Linked DNA regions of Mus musculus: region 1 is linked to region 2. Evidence: chromatin contacts called from public HiChIP or PLAC-seq data. All regions are on one chromosome and are shown on one strand. The core of a region is the stretch at or near the end of the contact, and the rest is flanking DNA. Distances in the headings are between cores, read along the strand shown.

Region 1 (3,651 bases), core at 136-2,635, 500 kb before region 2:
CTTTGCTTTTGTGGCTCTTCTGGAATTCGGAGCTACCACGGAAGGACTGTGAGGGGCTCACGGGATGCTGTGGCTCCTAGGAGGAGGAGCGTGGCAGGTGACATGAGAGGCCAGGGCCCTAGGATATATACTATGCAGGATAATGCCCAGCATGCAAAAAGCGCCGGACAGTATGAACCACAGTTATTAAAAAAGGAGCCAGACCGCGGCGAGCATCAATGTCACACCCATCTGAGCATGAGGTCCAGGTCAGCAGCAGTGCCAGCTCCCCTGTCCCGGTTCCAGTCAAGGTCTACGGCTGCAGCCTCCGAGGCAGGGACACTCACCGACTGGACGAGCAGGGCTCCCACCTTCTGCTGGGCGTGCCACGTTTGCACGCAGTGCCGCACCTGCTCCAGGAACTGCTCATGGTGCTCCAGGAGCTCGGGGATCTGGTCGAAGATCTCGTCCACCAGAGACGGGTCGCACAGCAAGGAGTTCTCCGGCTGCTTCAGTGGCTGCATGTAGCCCTGCAGGATGCACAGGGTCAGCCCATCTCCTCCAGTGCTACCCTCGCCTTACCTGCACCGGTCGGCACAGATCTGCACAGGGAATCACCCGGGCCTGCAGCTCAGTGACTTGCCACTGCACCTCCCTGGTTAGACCAGGAGCTCAGCAGTGGGAGGAAGACTCTGTCGCCCAAATGCTACCTACTACATGCCCAGCTCAGGGCTCTGTCAGAGGACGAGAAGGAGCACAGAGGGAGCATGATGGAGTCACGAAAAGATCGTGGAGAGAGGAAAGCAAGAAGACGGGGAGAGTGGGGCGCTTTCCAGGAGTCAGCACCACCTCACTGATAATATTGATTGAGTTTGCCAGGCACGGTTTTAAGAGGGAGAAGACAACAGTGAATAAGAACCAAAAAGATAAACACAATGGTATACACCTATAGTCTCAGGATCAGGAGACTGAGGCAGGAGGATCACCACAAGTTCAAGGCCAGCCTGGGCTACATGGTGAGACCTTCTCTCAAAAAACTAGCCAATGAAAAGATCTAACAGAGCTTACATCTAGTCAAAAGAAACACAAAAAACAAAAGCACATTTCACCAAATCTAAGATACACTGTTATTTTAAGTTACCATCTAGGGAAAAAACCCTGATGCTGATTAAATTATGGCATGCTACCTACTCTACAACAAACCCTGGCTTCACCATGAGAAAGCCTTGGGATTTAGGATAAAGCAGTGGTAGGCAGGGCACTGGAAGCTAATTCTGAAATGACTGGAGGCCTGTACTAAAGAAAGTCTGTGCCTAAAATTTCTGTTTTTCACCACAAATGTACATTTAGTGGTGTTTCCTAAGCATGAACAGCCATGCCCCTCCACTGGCGTTTTCATGGTGAGATCGCCCTCTACTGGCCCATGATGCAACTGCAAGCCAAAAAATGAAGAGGTTTCCTGAAAGACATATGTGATGTTACATTTATAAAATAACATTTATATTAAACATTTTAAAAAATCTGGCTTGTTTTGTAAAACAAACTTGAAAAAGTCAAAGCTGAACAGAATACTCTTGGCTGGCTGAAGAGTCTGAAAAGGCGCAGGGTGACTTGAGTAGCTAGCAGCTGGCCTCCTTATATAGGACTCTCTGGCCGGTACTAGCCAGAACCAGGACATGTCAGGATCTGTGGTTCCTCCCAGAGCAAAAGTGACACCATTTACTTCTGGGTCACACCGCAGAGGAGCAGGCACATCACAGGAGCCACGAAACCCCACACCAGAAGAGTCAGAAGCTGAGCAGGGAGTACATAAGCCATGGAAGAAATAAACAAGCTATTCCACAGTACACCAGAAGGGAGTAAGAACTCTGGAAGCAGGGAGTAGAGGGCGTAGGGGGCCAAGGGGAGAAAGGCTGCTTTAAAAAAGGGCAGTGTCTTAGTTGAAAATATTGGGGTTCAAGACAGAACTCAAGGATGGGGGTGAAACCCAGGCCAAGGGTGTATATAGAGTTATGGCCTGGGTTCAGATCCCACCTCCTTCTGGCTGCTGACCTTGGTAAGGGATTCCTTTGTTATTTTGTTTGTTTTTATCTGAGCTTGCACACACACACACAACACACACACACCCCAAAATACATATGAACACACGTACAGGCAGTATGTGAGATGCTACACCCATCTTTCATAAGATATGCATTTGGAACAGGTGCTATCATGATTGCCACTCTACAGCCGGGGCAGGAGAGGCACAACGGGGTCCACCATCTGTTCCAGGTTACACAGCTGACCAAGAAGTGCAGCAAAATTTGAGCACTAGAGCCAGGCTCCAGAACTCTGGAGGGACCAATCTTCCGTCCATGCTCCTGGAAGCCCCAGCCCTTGGGTTCAGGTAATACTCTCCTGCTCACCTCCACCTCCCTTCCACCCAGAAATCTCAATTTAGTGCCTTCAACTCCAGGCCTGCTTGCCTCCTGGAGCCCAGACGATCCTGGTTCCAGGCCCACCTGCTCTGCATTCCACGGTCCCCACTCCCTGTTGACAGCCATGAGAGGCAGCACCAGCTTTCCATCTTCACTTCGGGAAAATCCATGAACAGCCTCATTTTGCAGGCGAAACCGAGGCTTAGAGAAGTGAAGAGACTCAAACTCCCGTCCCCAGTAGGGGACAAGCAACTTAAAGCCTGCCTGCGTGCGTGCCTGCCTGCCTGTCTGATTGTACTGCCTCCAGCTCACCAGAGGATGGCCATGGGTCCTTGCATGACTCTCTTCTTGTCTCACATCTTGGGGTCCCCTAGCCCTTGCCGAGCTTCTTTCCTTTCTCCTTGGCAACCACACCAGCCACTTCTGGGGGATGATGGTGGCTTTTCCACTGTCCTGGTCTTTGCTTCGGTTGTGTCCTCTGCCTGTTCCCCTCAACAAGGCTCTCTGCTAAAATCCTACCCACCCCTCAGATCTCTGCAGGGCACCCCAAACCCAGACTCACATTCCTCGAGCCCATACGACAGGGAAGTCCTAGTTCTATGTTCTTAGCTCGTTGGATATTTTGATAAAACCAGAGGCAATGTATTTCTTATATAATTTGTCACTTTAACTAGTTTCTTTTATGGTTTTGAAACAGGTCCTCATGAACTCCCTTGGATTATCTATCAGTCAGAGATGACCCTGTATTTTTGATCCTCTTGCCTCTTCCTCTTGAGTGCTGGGATTACAGGTGTGCACCACCAAACCTGGTTTATGCAGGCCTGGAAATCACACCCAGGGTTTCTTGCATGCTAGATAAGCACTTTTCTGAGTTACACTCCTAGCCCCTCTTTAATCGGTTTCAAGTATTCAGCTTAGCACACATACATTCATACTGTTGTGTAAATGCCAACTTCACCTTCCAGCTGGAAACTCTGGACCACTGAAGACTAACTCCCCACATCACCCTTCCCCAGCCCCAGCCTCCCCGGGACGGTGCTACCACCACCCAACCTTCTATCTTTGAAGGTGTGACTACTTCGAGCACCTTGGAGCACACGCCATCCAGTACTGGTTGGTTGTGAGCGCTCCCTTCACTTAGCACTGTGTTGTCCAGGTTCATCAGTGCCGTAGCGTGTGTTGGAATCACCCTCCTTTTCTAGTGGAGTACTACCCATATACCTCACACACCGCAGCAGCCATTTCTGGTGGT
Region 2 (3,520 bases), core at 948-3,447:
GAGTATATGAGTGTGAGTGTATGTGTGTGTAAGTGTGAGTGTGAGTATGAATTGTGTAAGTGTGTGAGTGTATGTGAGTGTGTGTGTAAATGTATGTATGTGTAAGTGTGTATATGAGTGTATACATATGAGTGTATGAGTGTGTGAGTATATGAGTGTGAGTGTATGAGTATGTAAATGTATGTGTGTGAGTGTATGAGTGTGTGTAAGTGTATGTGTGTGAAAGTATATGTGAGTATGTAAGTATGTATAAGTGTGTGTGAGTGAGTGTGTGTGTGTGTATGTGTGTGTGTGTAGGGGAGAAGGACCTGTAAGTTGGAAGAGTAGGAAGGGAACAGTGTCCCAGGGAGGCATCGTCCCTGTATGGGGTCTGGGAGGAGAAGGAAGGAGATACTGACCATTGAGCATAGCCAGTGCTCCTTTCCAGATACTCCACAGTGCCACAGAGGCACACATCAGTGTGCACAAGGGATACAGTTTCCAACAGTTGGGGTGACTTGCCCAGTGTAGGCCACAGTAGGTGGCATTGTAAGCATTGTGGCATTGTAGCCTAGGTTGTCCAAGACAGAGAAGTCTAGCGATGGGACAGACCACACCAGTAGGATTCCTAGCAGAGGTGACCTCTGAGCCCCCTAGAGCCAGGAGGCGCCAGGGGCTGAGTTCATGTGTTACCTTCACCCTTTTGCAGTGGAGCGGAACGAGTGGATGCAGGCCCTGCAGCAGGCAGTAGTTGAGCATCGAGCCCGTTTTCGGCTTTCTAGTGCTTCTGTGTTGGGAGTCCGAGGCTCCGAGCAGCCTGACCGTGCTGGCAGCCTGGAGCTACGAGGCTTCAAGAATAAGCTTTACGTGGCTGTGACTGGGGACAAAGTACAGCTCTATAAGAATCTGGAGGTATGAAGGGCTCTACCAGGCCACTGAGGTCTCCCTGTCCCGTACTCATCCGTCCTCTTACCTGCCCTGCTCCTGTCCACCTGGTCTCTCCCTGGTCCTGCTTAGGATCTAAGTCCAGTACTTTCCCTTCCAGCCTTTTCTGCACTGGGACAGCATCTCCCCTCTTCTCTCCTGCCTGCCTGTGCCTCATCTCCATCCTGTCCCTGAACAGCACCCCCCCCCCACGTCCTGTTTCACTCACTCCTATGCCTCCCCTACTGTCATCCCCGTTGCTCTAGTCCAGACTGCTGTCCTGGCTCAGATTCCCGCCCTTCCTCCTTCTTAGGCTCTTTCCACTCCCTAGGGACGACTTCCCTATCCCTTGTCCTGCACCTGAAGCCCTGTTGTCAGCCTTTGCCTTCCTCCCTTCCCACCCACCCATCAGGAATTCCATCTGGGCATTGGTATCACCTTTATCGACATGAATGTGGGCAATGTCAAGGAAGTGGATCGGCGCAGCTTTGACCTCACTACCCCCTACCGCATCTTCAGGTGAGCCCCTGCTCCACCTTCAGCTCATGGGCAGTCAATCCTCTTGGTATTTTTTTCTCCCTTCCATTGCTCACCCACCTGCCTTAGTCTGCCAGACGTCTTCATCCCTCTCCATCTGTTCTGGCCAGCTCTGTTCTCTTTGCCCACCACGCTGTTTATGAGGTGTCCCACCAGCACCTGCAACCCTCCATGGCCTGGGACCCAGGGAACGTCTGCAGTGCCACCCTGCCATCCCCGACTCCGAGCTGTGGGTTCTCCAGCAGAACTTGCTTGTGCTCAAAGCACGTGGGCCTGTTGTCCCTTGAACATCTCCCCATGGCCCTTCTCTGCCTCATGTGGCTTGACACAGTTTACCTCCTTTGCACTCTGCCTTGTCTGTTTCTTCTCTGTGTCTGTCGCCATTCAGGCCCTCTGGTCTCCGTCTCAGTACTCTGGTTGCCAGTCTCAGGGCCTTCACTCTATCCATACTTATATCAGGGTAGTGACCTTTGATCTCAAGAGCTAAGTGGGTGTTTGTCCATCCTCCCATTCGAAATATCCTATGACTTTGGCCCTATAGTTCTTTGCCATAGTCCTTAGTGACCACAAATGCTGCAGCCAGACACTTTAGGGTTTCCCTTTCTGTCAGCTGCAGAAGCCACTGTGCTTCCTGATTACTGTCATTGTCACCAACTTGAAGGAGGCTGATAGAGGTTCAGCAGAAAGGGCTTCCACCGCTTGGGACCACGGGTTTACTGCAGCGGGGTGAGCGTGCTTGTTGCTTATCTGAGGCCCTGGCAGCTTTCGAGTTCCTCTCCTGGCTGTCCTGGTGGAGGCCATCTTCAGCCCCTCTCTTACTCATGGCCGTTACCTCTTGGTCACTCCCATGTGACTTGCAGTTGGTGGTGACAGCAGCAGACAAAGAGCCAGGGGAGTTTTGTAGGAAGGAAGACAATTCTGCATTTGCTGTCTAGATGGAGCTTCCCACTTGAAGAGTCTTTCTGCCTCTGCTGCTGAGTGCTGTTAAAGGCATGTGCTGCTACACTGGGTGCTCACTAATGGACTTCTTTCCGGGATGGAGTAAGGAGGTTGAGGGTGGAGATGGCACACACCTTTATACTCTCTCTCTTCCGTCTGTATATACCCTTGACTGGTGCCCCACTGTCCTAAGGGTGCCCTGTGCCTGCTCTGCCTCTCAGGCCTGTCCCTGCCTGTCTCTCATCATCTCCTCTGCCAGTCTGTTTTCTCTCTAGTTTTCTTGCTCCCTTTGTTGGTTGTTTCCCAACAGTCTTAGGATGACACCTCCTCCCGACCCTCAAATCCCTCCAAACCCTTTCCCACCGGTTCTACTTATGTGTCCCTAGCTTCTCGGCTGATTCAGAGTTAGAGAAGGAACAGTGGCTGGAGGCCATGCAGGGAGCCATCGCAGAGGCCCTATCTACCTCAGAGGTGGCTGAGCGCATCTGGGCCGCAGCCCCCAACAGGTTCTGTGCCGACTGTGGGGCCGCCCAGCCTGACTGGGCCTCCATCAACCTCTGCGTTGTCATCTGCAAGCGCTGTGCAGGTGGGTATGTGTGCAGCAGGTTGGCCGTTGGGCAGCAGGCAGTCTGCTGGGCAGATCCTACAGCCCTTATATCTAACGGTGTGTCAGCATTATTGGCTGTTCTCTTGGGAGAACCTTAGGTCCTCAATTCATGGTTATACTCTCTCCACAGGGATGGGGACACACAAAGAGGGAAAATGCATTTTATTCAGGGCTATCTGGCAAGTAAGTGAGCTCAGATCAGAGCCCAGGCTGTTGGAATCTGATGTCCCTGTCACATCAGAACCATGCAGGAGGCCAGGCCCACCAGGGCTCTTCATGCTGAGAGAAGAGCCAGTGTTTTGTCCAGAGGGGATATAAGACAAGGGACCCAGGGACATACTCAGCGCTGTGGGCCAGACTCTGGCTTATGGGCAGAAGCTGGGATTGGAGACTCCCATCCAGGAATGGGAGTGGAAGCACTGAACCTTCCAGATGGTCTGAAAGTCACACATATGAAAGCCTCCATGGTAACATGGCTGAGGAGCATGGGAATGGAAAACCATGGGGCCCAAGGTGCAGTCATCTATTGACTCA

What was found. HiChIP or PLAC-seq counts read pairs in DNA pulled down with a chosen protein or histone mark.
Region 1: an H3K4me3 HiChIP or PLAC-seq map of bone marrow-derived macrophages shows a contact between it and region 2, with 4 times the contacts expected there. The contact joins two enhancer-like sites. A contact is called at or near these places in 2 of 39 promoter capture datasets (embryonic stem cells and liver), 1 of 484 Hi-C or Micro-C datasets (nephron progenitors), 7 of 115 datasets of contacts at active chromatin or transcription factors (SST interneurons, acute myeloid leukemia, bone marrow-derived dendritic cells and 4 more) and 1 of 9 other capture datasets (embryonic stem cells).

What each region holds. Positions count from the first base shown.
Region 1 is chr7:100,885,351-100,889,001 of GRCm38.p6, forward strand. Arhgef17 (Rho guanine nucleotide exchange factor (GEF) 17) reads right to left here. Exons shown (of 21, transcript NM_001081116.1): 3 at 327-509. Among named protein-coding and RNA genes, the nearest start is that of Mir3102, 4.8 kb to the left of the region's middle. Within about 2 kb of position 1,386, at least 2 of the 459 cell types and tissues checked have an H3K27ac peak or open chromatin away from gene starts, as enhancers often do. A contact at or near this core is called in bone marrow-derived macrophages, where this site is marked.
Region 2 is chr7:101,387,299-101,390,818 of GRCm38.p6, forward strand. It overlaps Arap1 (ArfGAP with RhoGAP domain, ankyrin repeat and PH domain 1), which reads left to right. Exons shown (of 34, transcript NM_001040111.1): 10 at 689-891; 11 at 1,316-1,422; 12 at 2,766-2,965. Among named protein-coding and RNA genes, the nearest start is that of Gm35219, 34 kb to the left of the region's middle. Within about 2 kb of position 2,198, at least 12 of the 459 cell types and tissues checked have an H3K27ac peak or open chromatin away from gene starts, as enhancers often do. A contact at or near this core is called in bone marrow-derived macrophages, where this site is marked.